2 separate regions of the Sus scrofa genome follow, and region 2 is linked to region 1. A link is a contact called in public Hi-C data. All regions are on one chromosome and are shown on one strand. Each heading gives the region's core, a stretch centred on a gene start, on an enhancer-like site or on the middle of the called end of the contact. The rest is flanking DNA. Distances are from core to core; before and after follow the strand shown. Region 1 has its middle 49 kb from the start of ZRANB1. Region 2 overlaps ZRANB1 (ubiquitin thioesterase ZRANB1).

The links. Hi-C and Micro-C count contacts between places; a contact is called where the count stands out from the background.
Region 2: a contact with region 1 is called in a Hi-C map of liver, with 2.0 times the contacts expected there. The contact joins two enhancer-like sites. A contact is called at or near these places in 3 of 47 Hi-C or Micro-C datasets (fibroblasts, liver and skeletal muscle) and 1 of 2 datasets of contacts at active chromatin or transcription factors (skeletal muscle).

What each region holds. Positions count from the first base shown.
Region 1 is chr14:134,201,190-134,208,634 of Sscrofa11.1, reverse strand. No RefSeq gene overlaps it. Among named protein-coding and RNA genes, the nearest start is that of ZRANB1, 49 kb to the left of the region's middle. Within about 2 kb of position 3,089, at least 9 of the 83 cell types and tissues checked have an H3K27ac peak or open chromatin away from gene starts, as enhancers often do. A contact at or near this core is called in liver, where this site is marked.
Region 2 is chr14:134,307,557-134,315,001 of Sscrofa11.1, reverse strand. ZRANB1 (ubiquitin thioesterase ZRANB1) reads right to left here. Exons shown (of 10, transcript XM_013983854.2): 3 at 7,325-7,445; 4 at 4,794-4,947; 5 at 2,574-2,645; 6 at 1,882-2,080. Among named protein-coding and RNA genes, the nearest start is that of ZRANB1, 57 kb to the right of the region's middle. Within about 2 kb of position 3,236, at least 1 of the 83 cell types and tissues checked has an H3K27ac peak or open chromatin away from gene starts, as enhancers often do. A contact at or near this core is called in liver, where this site is marked.

The DNA of each region.
Region 1 (7,445 bases), core at 1,840-4,339:
CCATCAAGGCAGCCCGTGGGACATGAAAGTTCCGAGGCTAGCCTCTAATTGGAGCTACACCTGCCAGCCTATACCCCAGCCACAGCAACACCAGATCCGAGCCATATCTGCGACCTACACCAACAGCTCACGGCAATGCCGGATCCTTAACCCACTGAGCAAGGCCAGGAATCAAACCCACAATCTCATAGTCCCTAGTCGGATTCATTTCCGATGCGCTATGACGGGAACTCCCAAGGCCTTTGCTTTTAAATTGACTGACTGAATGAGAACTTCTCTGCGTGAACATTAGCCTCTTGCTTCATCAAGCCCGGGCTCGTGCCGTCTTTTTTAGGACCTTGATATCTGTTTTCCAATTTAGCACAATGTTTGCAAACCCAGTTGGCAAGGAAGAAAAAGTTCATCGTCACACACATCAAAGGTTCTTTTCTCTCTCAGGGTCTTGCCTCCCCATGAGGTCAAGGCCCTTATAATGTAAGTCCAGCGAGCAGCCCCTCTCACTGGTCTTACACTTGGCAAGAGACACTCTTGGGTTTTGCAAGTTCACGACGACTTGGACAGGGAAAAATAAATCCAGCTGGGCCTGGGTGTGTCTGAAATTGTTCAAACATCAAGCGCATTCGTAACCATCTTTTTTGGAATGTTGGCAGCCCTTGTTCAAAAGACCAGTCACTGGCCCGTGATGTGGTTTTTCCCTTTCCCCGTCATCACCACCCCCAGAAGCAGCAATCTCGAGTCCACTTCCTTGGCTAAATAGCTCTTCCTCGCTCCCTCAAGGGCACACATGTCCATGCACACTTGTATTTGGGGGCCATTCCTATGCCTGGGCTGGACTGATTGTGGTTTGGAGAGATCCGGTAAGGAAAAAAGAATGATAATGGGCACATCAAAGATTCCTTGAACTTTCTGGAGCTGATAGAAGAGCTGGAGGGGCCTTGGATACCAGCCAAGGTCTCCCGTGTACGTGGGAAGGAGGCTCTCAGGTCCACGTGCAGGACCAAGTTTGGGGACAGAGCCGAATGGCAAGTGCCCAGCCAAGCACTAGGAGATGGCAGCCCTTGCCCAGGTCTGCCCAGGCTGGTGAGGTGCCCGGCCCCACTCACGTTTCCCACCCATGTGGCAGGTGTTTTCCAGAGCCCTCTCTCCCAGAGTCATAGGGAGGACAGCACATGGGTGACCAACCCATTTCAGAAGGAACTGGATATTCAGGGAATGAGTCATTGTTGTTTAGCCACAGCCCCAGCCAGGTCCTCTACGTACCTTTGAGGACGGCGGTCTAACAGAAGTCAGGGGACACGTGGGCCTGGGGAGGGGAGAGATGCTGCTTTGGGGGAGGCTATTTCCTAGCTTGGGTCACCTTGTATTTCTCAGGGCAGCCCCATGACGTTGGTTTAACAACAGAGTGGTCAAGGCCACAGGCTTAGACGAGCTGTTCAAGTTCCAGTACTGACTCCGCCCATCACTCAAAAGTCCTACGGGCTAAATTCACGCCTGTTACTTAATCGCTTTATTTCCTCAGCTGTACTAGTCAGAGCTGCCTCCTCGGTTGTTCTGAGGGTTAAGTAAGAAAAACCACAGGCAGCCCCTGTCTGACTCTCCCTAAGGGCCTGACAGATGTCAGCTGTGGTTTTTATTCCGGGCCCAGCCCCAGGGTCGGACATCCTTCCAGCATGCTGGGCGTTGAAGTGGGCAAGAGATCTCAGGTCAGATGTGCTGTGCCATCCACAGCTCTGCTGCTCTCACTCCAGATGCCGAACGTTGGAGCTAGAGGGCTTTGGCGATCAGCTGGCCAGGAGTTCAGAAGAGACCAGAGAGCTTAAGGGGCCAACAGACCAAAAAGCTCTCCAGGTATTCCTGATGGGTGGCCAGGCTTGTGGACAGCAAAGCTGCTTCAGTCTCCTCCCTACATAGCTGGGGGATTGGAAGTAGGGTGGGAAAGCAGCCGATCTGAGGTCCTACAGGCAGCTGGTGGCCAGGCTGTGGCTTTAATCTGGTCCTTAGAGCCCCCGGGTCTCTCCTTCCCCACTGGGGCTCCCTGCAGCCATGAGGCCACATGGGAAATCCAGTGGGGATACTTCATGTCCTTTGAAGCATTTTTTGGCTGCACCCATGGCATACAGAATGACGGGCCAGGGATCACAGCAGTGGCCTGAGCCACAGCAGTGACAATACCAGATCCTTAACTGTTAGGCCACCAGGGGACTCTGAAAGCATGGTTTTTCTTTTTATGGCTGCAGGTGCAGCATATAGAAGTTCCTGGGGTAGGGGTGGAATTGGAGCTGTAGCTGCCAGCCTACACCACAGCCACAATAACACCAGATCCTTAACTCCCTGAGCAAGGCCAGGGATCAAACCTGCATCCTCATGGACCCCATATCTGGTTCTGAACACACTGAGCCACAACAGGAATTCCCAGAAGCATTTTTCTAAACCCAAAATGTAAGATTGCATTTCCTGCCAACATGCTTAAATACCTTCCTTTAAAAGAAAGCAGTGATGTTCCAATTTACCTAAACCCGAGTGGGAGGCTTCAGCTGACGGTGGACAGAGGCCCCACTGGTTGGTGAGCCGGGTAGAGGCCTGTTTAACTTAGAGGAGGGTCGGTTCTCTGTGAATCAGGAGGATGTGCGCTCAGCCGTCTATTTAAGGATTCGCTCTCTTCAGAGGATCAATATCAGTCTGGTTTTGAAAGGGAACATGTGGGTGTCAAATGACCAGCACTCTCTTTTACTGGCAGACGTGTTAATGAATACGTCAATGTCCAGAGGTGAGGCTGGGAAAGCTTGGCCATCGCTGGGCAGGATTTTGCAGAAAAACTTTTTGCACGGGGACCAGATGGTACTTGGGCTCCCAGCACCTGAGGGCGGGAGGAGCAGTCTTGGCTCCCCTCTCCTCCGCCTCCTGGGCAGCCCCATGGAGGGGTCCTGTGGTCTGACTTCTGGGCTCGTTGGCCTGCCAGGGACGGGGCATAAGGGGACACACACAGGCCTCATGTGGGTATGACTCCTCACACGTGCCTTGGCCCCATGGGCCTCACTGTCATCCCCATGGAGTATAGACACTGTCACTGTTGTGATGCCCATAAAGTGCCCTGAGCCTGGCAGACAGCGGGCATGCCGTGGGTGACGGTGGCTCCACCCCTAGGGCCTGACCTGGTTTGGGGCAGGGATGCTGGCTCACTGCCATGCTGTGCCCTAAAAGGGGACTGCTGTGTCATGCAGCAGCCTCAGAGTGGCCGGGGCGGGAAATAGAGCCTGTTCGCCACCCTGCCGTCACCGGCCCAAGTGCTCCTCCAGAGCCTGGACCGAGGTGCCCTGGGGCCCTGCCTGCATCAGGGGGCTGCACATGTGACTACCTGGGCAGACTGCTCCTCACAAGCACCAGCTGAGCCTTTTACCCATCCCAGTGGCCCAGCCCCACTCCAAACCAGTTAGATGACCAGAGTCCCAGCCATGGGTATGGGAGGATTACCGAGTGCAGGCAGCCAGGGTGGAGAGCCACAGCTGGAATCGATCGTTTGGGCTCACAGATCCAAAGCCAGGGGGATTCAGGTGTGAATTCAGCACAGCTGAGCCAACTGGCCCCATCCCTGCCGCGGGGCCAAGTCACAGGCTGTTACGCAAAGGCAGAACTTCAAAGCTCAGCCAGCAGGGCCCGAGCCGCCACCCTAGTCGGGAAGAGGCAGGGAGGACACTTTCCCATGAGGCTGTTGGGTCAGAGGTCGAGCCTAGCCTAGGCTGTGATCCTGGTGGGGCTTCCTTGCACAAACCCACGGGGTGCCCTGAGTGGGTCCTGGTCCAGTAGCACTCCGCCCCATGGTTTGGGAAGGGCAGCCCGCTGCAGGATGGCACCAGCCTCCTTCTGGCAGCTGGGCCAGCCAGGCAGCAGCCTCACACCTTCCAGGCCTTTGATGGTCTGCAGAATACTGAGGACAGAGGTCCAGTGATTTTAGCAACAGCAATAACCTCGTTACCATCTGTTTCATGAGGGCTCCCTCAGGGTCTGGCCCATCCTGCCTATTTCACAGGAAATAGACAAATTGTAATTCCCACAGCATCCTGATGAGGTAGAGGGAGGGTCTCTATTTCCTAGATAGAGACATAAGCTTGGTAACTAGCTTAAGGTCTCACCAAGAGTAGGATCCCTTAGTCAGAATTCACTTCCTCATCTGATGGGTCCAATTGCCCCGATCCTTCTGCCACACCAGCCCACTTTCTGCTCCCCAAGTGGGCCTGAGACTGCTGGGTAGGCAAGCCCACTGCCCGGACTTGCATCTTGTCAGTACATGTGAGGCTGGGCTTCAGGCTTTTCACATTTAACATTTTTTTTGCTTTTTAGGGCCACACCTGTAGCATATGTAAGTTGCCAAGCTAGGGGTCAAATAGGAGCTGCAGCTGCCTGCCTATGCCACAGCCACACCAGATCCTTAACCCACTGAGCGAGGCCAGGGATCGAACCTGCATCCTCATGGATACTAGTCGGGTTTGTTACTGCTGAGCCACAACAGGGAATCTGTCACATTTCATTCTTTCAGCCACTTGCAGCAAAGCTCCTTTTAAGAGACTATCAGAATTCTGCTTCCAGCTATAAGGCAGTCATTTTAAGACAAATTTTTCCACTGAAAACAGCTAGAAAAACTGGGTAACACACACACATGCACTCACACACACTCTCCAGGTACATATGGTGTCACCAGAGGATTTTTCAAACAATTTGGGAAGAAATAATTCCAACCTCACACAAACTCTTCCAGAAAAGAGAAAGAAGTGGAACACCGCCCAACTCATCTAGGAAGGCCAAGCAACACTTCGATTTCAAAATCTGATAAGGACATTAAAAGAAATGAAATCTACAAGTGACTCTCTTTTATGAACACTGAGGCCAGATCCCTTGGCAAAGTATTAGCAAACTAAATCCAGCAGTCGATGAAAAGGATATAATGACAAGAAATGTATTCTACAAATGAAAGCTTGTCTTAACATTTTTAAAAAAGTCAATATATTTTAGTAACAAAATGTAGTCAAAGTAGTAATAAGGAGTAAACTCATATGCTTTTGATAAAATTCAACATTCATTCCTAGAAATAAAAAGAAACTGTCAGAAACCTAGGAATAGAAGGTTATAAAAAGATAAGGAAGCTTCCTCAGTCTGATAGAACATCTGCAAAAAAGCATCTTACTAAGTGTGAGATATTGAAAACTTTCTCCCTGAGATCAGGAATGAAGATGTGCCCCACCAATAGTCCTACTTAACATTAAATGGAGGTACCAGCAAGAGTAAAAGATAGGAGTTCCTGTCGTGGCGCAGTGGTTAACAAATCCGACTAGGAACCATGAGGTTGCGGGTTCGGTCCCTGCCCTTGCTCAGGGGGTTAAGGATCGGGCGTTGCTGTGAGCTGTGGTGCAGGTTGCAGACGCAGCTCGGATCCTGCATTGCTGTGGCTCTGGTGTAGGCCGGTGGCGACAGCTCCGATTGGACCCCTAGCCTGGGAACCTCCATATGCCGTGGGAGCAGCCCAAGAAATAGCAAAAAGACCAAAAAAAAAAAAAAAAAAAGTAAAAGATAAAAAGAGGACTAACAGGTATATGAATAATGAAGGAGAAGAAATAAGACTGGTTATTCACAGGAAACATGATTACATGCATAGAAAATTTTAAAATCTGTAGATAAACTCAGAATTAATAAGTGATTTAGCAAGATTGCTGAATACAAGGTCAATATCAACAAAAATCAACTGTATTTCAATATGCCAGTGACAAACCAGTAGAAATAAAATTTACAGATATCGAAGTTCCCGTTGTGGCTCAGTGGTTAACAAATCCGACTAGGAACCATGAGGTTGCGGGTTCGATCCCTGGCCTCACTCAGTGGGCTAAGGATCTGGTGTTGCGGTGAGCTGTGATGTAGTTTGCAGACATGGCTTGGACTGGATGTTGCTGCGGCTGTGGTGTAGGCCAGCAGCTATAGCTCCAGTTCCACCTCTAGCCAGGGAACCTCCATATGCCATGGGTGCAGCCCTAAAAAGACAAAAAAAATTTACAAATATTACTTTTTATGTTATATGTGAATATACGCACACACACACACTGCATCAATGCCTTGGAATAAAACTAATAAAGGAGAGATCCAGAGCTCTACAAAGAACACAAGTCAGTATTGCAAGAGATTAATAAAGCCCTAAATAAATGGACAGATATATCTGGTTTGTGGATTAGAAGAGTCAATATTGCAAAGCTATCAATTCTTCCCAATTGATGTATAGATTCAATGCAGTCAAAATCCCAGAAAGATCACTGGGGGAGATGTGGACATTGATGAGTTGATTCTAAAGGTTAAAGCAATGCGAAGAGCAAGAATGGCCAGGTGTGAGAGCAAAACTCAAGTCCTTATACTGCTAGATATCGACAGTTATTATAAACTTATGTGACAATAAATAGGCCGCCAGAACAAAAGCGCTCAGAAAAAGACCTGCATTTGATTTATGATAAATGAGACAATGGGGTTCTATGGGGGAAAGGATTAGCTTTACTAACTGCTGCTGAGTCAAGGACATTCATAGAGAAATGAGAAATTTTGACCATTAGGTCATATAACCTAGAGAAATTTTGGCCCTTATTTCATACCACATGCAAAAATCAAAATACGAAAAGTTGAACAATAAAGCTTCTAGAAAAGAACTCAGCAGGAAAATTTTTCATGACCTTGTAACAGGTAAAGATTTCTTAAACCAGATGCAAAAATGTTTAACCAGAGTTCCCTGGTGGCCTAGCAGTTAACGATAAAGCATTGTCACTTCTGAGGCTCAGGTCACTGTGGTGACACAGTTTCCATCCTTGGCCTGGGAACTTCTGCCATGCTGTGGCCATAGCCCAAACAAACAAACAAAACCACTTAACCGTAAAGGAAAACAATTGGTAAATTGGATTAGATTAAAAATTTTAATTTCTGTATAGCCAAAAAAATCTTCAAGAGAGTAAAAAAGATAAACCAAGGAGCGGGGAAAAGAATATCTTTTTTGGGAGTTCCCGTCGTGGTGCAGTGGTTAACGAATCTGACTAGGAACCATGGGGTTGCGGGTTTGGTCCCTGGCCTTGCTCAGTGGGTTAAGGATCCTGCATTGCCGTGAGCTGTGGTGTAGGTCGCAGACGTGGCTCTGATTCCGCGTTGCTGTGGCTCTGGCGTAGGCTGGTGGCTACAGCTCCGATTAGACCCCTAGCCTGGGAACCTCCATATGCCGTGGGAGCAGCCCAAGAAATAGCAAAAAAGACAAAAAAAAAAAGAGAATATGTTTTTTGGTTACATGTACATGTCTATATGCTTACATAAAACACATGCATGTGTATGTATACACACACACACACACACACATTGCTACTCTCAGGAATAGACATGAACTCTTACAAATCAAAGAGAAAAAAGCAGACGACATTTCAGAAAAATGGGCC
Region 2 (7,445 bases), core at 1,987-4,486, 110 kb before region 1:
ACAGCAATAAAGTTATTTAGAATAGAGCCATTAGGAGTTTCTGCCACAGCACAGTGGGTTAAGAATCCAACTACAGCAGCTCGGATCGAGTCGTGGGTTTGATCCCCAGCCTAGCACAATGGGTTAAAGGATCCAGCTGCAAAGGTCACAGCTGCACTTCAGATTCAATCCCAGGAACTTCCATATGCCATGGGTGCAGCCAGAAAAAAAAAAAAAAGAATACGCTATTATCATTATTGTGTAAGTATTCAATCAGGTGAAAGAGAAAAATAGCATATTTTGATTCTGATGTACAGAAAATAGCACAAAATTTTAAATGACTTCTGCTATTTCCTAAAGTCAACAATGGGCAATTTAGCCTCTTTCACTCTCAATTTTCTCATTTATAATATAATAACTAAATGAGATAAGGTATGTACAGAACCAAGAACACGTCCTACATTAAACAGACATAAAGACAAAACCACTGACTCACCAATACAGTGATCATTTGCAGTAACTGATACTGCGGTGGGTGAATGTACAGTTCAAGACTAGTCATATACTTGCTTGGCTATCGGATTCTTAAAAAAAGATATTTTCGAGACAGTAGAAAGTGAGATTTGGATTGGATGCTGGATAACTGAGTCAATACTGATTTTCTCAGCTGTGGTAATGAGGATGTGGTTGAGCAGAATATCCTTGTTCCTAAAAGCCAACAGGCTAAAGTACTGAAGGCAAAGCATTACCACGTCTAAAACTAACTGGCAAAAGGGAGCATTCATGTAAGAAGAGATGGGAGAACATATGGCAAAATACCAACAACTGGAGGAGTTCCCGACGTGGCGCAGTGGTTAACGAATCCGACTAGGAACCATGAGGTTGCGGGTTTGGTCCCTGCCCTTGCTCAGTGGGTTAACGATTCCGCGTTGCCATGAGCTGTGGTGTAGGTTGCAGACGCGGCTCGGATCCCGCGTTGCTGTGGCTCTGGCGTAGGCCGGTGGCCGATTGGACCCCTAGCCTGGGAATCTCCACATGCCGCGGGAGCAGCCCAAGAAATAGCAAAAAAAAACAAAAACAAAAACAAAAAACAACTGGAGTTCCCGCTGTGGTGCAGCAGTTAACAAATCCAACTAGTATCCATGAGGACTCGGGTTCCATCCCTGATCTCGCTCAGTGGGTTAAGGATCCAGCGTCACCATGAGCTGTGTAGGTTACAGACGTGGCTTGGATTCCACAATGCTGTGGCTCTGGTGTAGGCCAGAAGATACAGCTCTGGTTCAATCCCTAGCCTGGGAACTTTCATATGTGGCCCTAAAAAGACCTCCCCCCCCCAAAAAAAACCCCCACAATTAACAACTGGTCAGGCAGTTCACTGTGGTGCAGCAAGTTAAGGATCCAGCATTGTCTCTGCAGTGGCGGGGGTTCAATGCCTGGCCTGGGAACTTCTATATGCCATGGGTGCAGCCCAAAAAATTTGGTCAATTCAATGAAGAAGATACTGGGGTCCACTGGACTAAATTTTTAAAATATTTCTACAGATTTTGAAAATTTGCAAGATACAAAAATGTAGTTTTAAGACTACCTGTCTCGGGAAGAAAAACTTTTAGTACATTATTAACATAAGCTTTTAGAGTTGAACAAAAATATGAAATCATAGGTACTTTAAAACATGAGCAAAGACCTTGTTATATTTAAGGCTACAACTCCAAACATTTCTAATTCTACGCTTAGCAAAAAGAGGCAAAACCACTGAGATGTTCAAAGTGTCTCAATGTCTAAAACCAAAGAGCCCCCCCCAGCTTTCAAAGAAAACAGGACAGACAAAAAGCACCCCACCACTGCAAGGAAATGATTCAGCCAGCGCACGCCTGAATTTAAAAAGGGAGGATGGCAGCTCACCAATGTGAACAGTCATGCAGGCTGTCATGCAGGGCTTTCCGAAGCACCGAGTCCTTGTCATAAATGCCCCAGGTAGCTTGGAGAACTGAATCAAGTAAGCAGTCTCCTGCGGTTCGGTTCCAAAGTGCATAGAGTCTACTGTCCAAACGTGTAGCCAATTCCAAGGACCAATTTATAATTGGAGATTCTTCTTCTAACTCTATACAAGGAATTTAAATAACATGTTCATTTTCATGCCTCTGCAATTAAGAACTATTCAGTGGAAGAAAAAACCTATTCTCTAGATGTAAACAGGTTGATATGTAACTTAGTCATGAACACCTAAATATTTTTGATCAATTGAAATATAAACTGTGAGTAGCTGAAACAGTTCTAGAATAATTTACTCAACTTTTAAATTCTTTACATTTTCTAAAAATGTTTAATATGAAAATACACTCATTCTAGAAGGAAAACAGAAAACCAAGGTTTAAAATTTTTATCCCTTTTTTATTTGTTCGCTCTACTATAATTAAGAGCTGTGAATGAGAATTTTTAACAGCACAGTACGACACTGTGCTTAAAGACTTTAAATTTCTAATTTAGTAGAAATGAAATCCGTTGACCATACACCAAACTACTCTAAACCTTACAAAGCAAAAAGTTTACTGAAATGATAAAAGTTCAATTATACTCATTAATTCAATGCTTACCTTTTTGAACATCTCTATCAAGCACCTCATCAAATAATTTTTCTTGGACTGTTGGAGGCAAGTCTTCAATATCTATAAAGAAAAGCCAGATTTAAAAGATCTTTGTATATCTCACAACTTAAAAAATCTGATACCAGCATTTAACAGTAACTTCCTCTAAAATAGCTCCCTTTCTGCTGAACGCTGTCAAGTCACTTCTTTTAAAACACATGCATGTATGTATGGGGGGGGGAGTATTTCCCTTCTGTACTTTATCATCACAACAGTTAAGTATCTACAAATAATACAAATATTTGGACCAGTACTTATATTTAGCTCTCATCAAAAAGACATGGGATCCCAAATGCTGAGGAGAACATGGAGAAAAGGGAACCCTTAAGCATGGTTGGTGGGCATGTGAGCTGGTACAGCCACTGTGGAAAACAGCATGAAGGAGCCTCAAAAAATTAAACTATCATAAGATCCAGCAACCCCACTTTTGGGTATACAGCCAAAGGAAATGACAACAAGATATCAAAAAGCTATCTGTACCCCCATATTTGTTGCAGCGTCACTCCCAATAGCCAGTACACGGCAACAACCCAAGGGCCTATCAGGTGGAAGGCTACAAATGAGCAGGAGTGGTACAGCTATACAACCGGTCCTGTCCAACCAGGGCGACACAAGGAGGGACCTTGGAGATACGATGCCAAGTCAAATACGCTCGACAGAGGAAGACAAATAATTGCATGCTATCACTTCTATCTGGAATCTTGAAAAAAACAAAGTCAAACTCAGAGAACTAAAGAGCAGAAAAGGGGTTGCCAGGAGCAAGGCAGAGGGAGCAGGGGGGTAGGGGAACTGGTAAAAGAGAACGCACTCAAAGCTACATGATGAAGAAGGCTTGGGATTTAATGCGAAACAAGGTGACCAGTCAGTTATAACAGTGGACTGTACAAAAGTCACCAAGAGAACGGAAATGTTCTCACCCAAAATACAGACAGATGGAAAAACTGGGAGGTGAGGAATGCGAGGATTAACTAAACGGGGGAGAATCCATCCTTTCACAACGTATGTGTGAATCCAATCACCACAACGCACACGTTAAGTGTATTACAATTTCCTACGCCAATGATGACTCAATAAAGCTGAAATAAAAGAAAAGGGAACAGGACTATCCGATATTCGAGTTAAATAATAACAATAGACAAATTTTTGTCTGTCCTCTTCCCTTTACACTTTGAACCTCTGCTCAGGCCTAAAACCTCAGACCTCGGGTTCTTCCTGCAGAAGTGAAGGAACCGTTCATTCTGGCACACAGCTCTCTGTTTGTGCCGTCTTCTTCAAGTTCTCTATGTCCTGTTCAGTTTTCTAATTGAGTAGTCTGAGAAGCATTATTACTCTTACAAAACTGATTTAAACTGTATTACTATACTCAATTCAAAATAAAAATCTAATCACTTAGGGTAACAAGTTTAAATATATGCAGTGCATTTCAAATTAAATTTATATGATTTTAAAAGACTTAATTATTTCCTACCACTGTGTAAATATCTGTTTACATCTGAACATAAAAAAGCTTAAAACACTAAAAGCCAAAACATAAGTTTTATTTAGAAACTTTTGCCATTTGGTACATTCATTCAATGCCTTCCAACAAAAAAAACATCCTGGAAGATGTTTCCACTTGGCATGGAATTGAAAAATAAAAAGTTGCTTCACGGGAGTTCCTGTTGTGGTTCAGCAGGTTATGAACCCAACTAGCATCTATGAGGACTCAGGTTCGATCCCTGGCCTCGCTCAGCGGGTTAAGGATCCATCATTGCCATGAGCTTTGGTGTAGGACACAGACACGGCTCAGATCCTGTGTTGCTGTGGCTGCAGCGCAGGTCGGCAGATGCGGCTCCAATTCGACCCCTAGCCTAGGAACTTCCATATGCCGCATGGGCAGCCCGGAAAAATACCAAAAAAAAAAAAAGTTGCTTTGCAAATATCATAGACATTGATGTAATGAACGAAGAAAGTAATGACACTTCCAGCTGCTGTCTTCCTTTAGATCTGAAGTATTAGCTCATGCGTGGCCCTTGCACTAGTCACTTCCAGTAAAACAGGATAATTGAGTAATTTGAGATCCACATATAGTAGCTAAGTTATCCGTTTTCTAACACAGACATTTTCATTCAGACATTAAAAAACTACAATAAAGTGGAAATTTGTTTTCACATTGAAATTTGGAGTTACCTGCTGGCAACGTAAATGTTACAAGGTCAGTTAGAAAATAGCAAGCAAAATCCCCCTTTCTCTGATGCAGAGAAGCAGCTATCTCACGCCGGATTTGCTCTGTCAGTTCAGGACACACCATTGCTGGAATACACTTTGCAGCTTGTTGAGACACCTTAAATACAAAAGAAACTTTCCTCTACATCTCGTTTATCATCAGTGGAAGCAGAAAACAATAGTATTCAAAAGAAATTACCAAAATCTCCCAGTAACTCAAGGTGTTTTGTTTTTGCTCTTGTTTTAAATATATGAGGTATTGGGTGTTATTTCCTCAACAGGTAAGTATATACCAGTACAACTTTCCTGAAAAACAGTGATAAAAATGCTTTACCCTCTCGTCTCAGTAATTCCACTTCTTAGTAGAGTTTATCCCAAGGAAATATATAAAGATGCATACAAAAATTTATGTAAAATGGAGTTGTTCACAAAGATTCATTATTGGAAGGGAAGGGATGACCAAAAAAAAAAAAAACCAAAACAAAACAAAACAAAAAAAACAACTTAAGAATAACATCATGCCCCCAACACAAACATCCTTTTTTTAACTTTAAAAATTTTTTTAAAGTTTTACTGAAGTATAGTTGATTTACAATGTTGTAAAAAAAAACATTCTTAATGGAATTCCAGCTCACAGAGAAAGGAAAATACAAACACTCTTCTCCTGCTCTGTCAAGAATATTTCAAGTACCCAGACACAGAATAAAGAAAAGCGTGACCCTTTTAAAGAGTTAGTTCCCAATGACCTCAAGTCCCTCCCCACTTGTTTTAACTCCGAATTTTTAAAACAGCATCTGGCTTCTTCAAGCACAGAGCAGGCAGCAAACCTCCCAAGTGGTACAGCTCGAGAGGAATGAACTCCGGGCACCACCACACAGCCCCTCACCAAGGACTGGCCAGAACTTTCCCATCCTTTTTAAACGATGAACAAACAGTGAAAAGCTATTATCTTGCAGTTAACTCCTATTCCTATTGTGGAGCTCAAGAAACCTATATAGAGAACTCAGAAATCAAAAGTGAGCATCTGCTAGAGAGAAAGTCAGGCTGGTGTGGCCCTGAGGGAGCCAGTTAGCTCTGAGCTGTGCTGTCGCTACATATGCAGCCACTAACCTGGATGACCTTCCCGAGTGCAGACTTCCAGTCACAAGTGGGGCCTGGAGCAGCAGATCTTCCAACAAGCCACACCAAGAATAAGTTTGGCTGATAATGTCGTCTACCTAAACATCCGTGGACAGCTTAATTGTACGTGCCATTAAGGTAAGTAAGCAGTGTTTTGAAAACCCTGCATGACCATCAGACATCCTATTCTGCAAACTCCTGTGTGAAAATTCAATTCGCCTCAACTTTATTGGCCAGGATTACCAGTAACTCCACAAGCCTAATCAAAGCAACACTCAAATTATGGAAAACCAAATATTAAAAAAAAAAAAAGAAATTTTTGCAAAGAAGTCCATGGCTTCTACCAAACTACAAACAAGGTCTATGATCTAAAATCCAATTAAAACCCCAGTCCCAGACACATATTCTCAAAACAGAATGTTCTCCTGTTCTCGCCCCAAAAGTACTTGGCCCTGCACCCTCTCTCAGGCACAGCCCTCAGTCCGGCTCACACTCTCCCCTTTGCAGTCTTCCTACTGGCCCTTCTGCCCTGGCCCCTGGAGTCTCTGTTCCACTGAGAATAAACACCACTGCCAATTTTATTCCTTCCCTAGAACACGCCTCCTTCCTACCTCCCCCATCATGTACCAGAGCTGGTCTCTGTGTACCACAGACTATGGCAGAAATGCTGGCACGTCACTTCCTACCTTAAGTTACATCTAGAAGACACCTGACTCACCCTCTCACGCTCTCCTTTCTCAGCCCACTTGCTCGGGGTGAAATCAACTACCACATCACAAGCAGCCCTACCAAGGGGCCCAAGTGACAAGAATTTGAAGCCTCCTGCCAACAACCACATGAGTGTGCTTGGAACCAGATCCTCTAGCCCCAGTTGAGCCTTTTGACAACCCTGGCAGTTTGTAACCTCGTGAGACCCTGAGGCAAAATCATTCAGCTAAGCTGCTCGTGGATTCCTTACCCCCAGAAACTGTGTGAGATAACAAGTGTTTGTTGTCTTAAGCTGCTAAGTTCTGAAGGGATTTATTACACAGCCGTCAACAGTAAATACACTGGGGCTCTATTGTCCTCGCACTGTTAGTCCCCAGAGAGCTCTCAGGAGGCCGGGGACTTACACCAGTCCCTCCAGAACCTGCTCACAGTCCTCGACCAGCCTTGCAGCCCTTGGTTCACAGCTGCCTTCTCTCTCCGTTCTCCAGACACCACCACCAACCAAACTCCACACGCTTTCCCTGCCAATACACAACCCACTTCAAAAGCAGAGTACAAGACCAAATCAAAAACATTTAAGAACTGAGACACATTATAACATCAAAAACGAAAGCTAAAGAACACATTTCCCTCACAGACAAGAATGTTTAATGGAGAGCCACACTCACCTCTGTGAGCAGTATTGCTAGCATATCCTGCCTCTGAAAGCGTATAGCCAGATGGACCAGCGTATAGCCAACGTCGAAAGCGGAAGGCCGGTTCAGCAGGCGCACTTCATCTGCAGTGAGC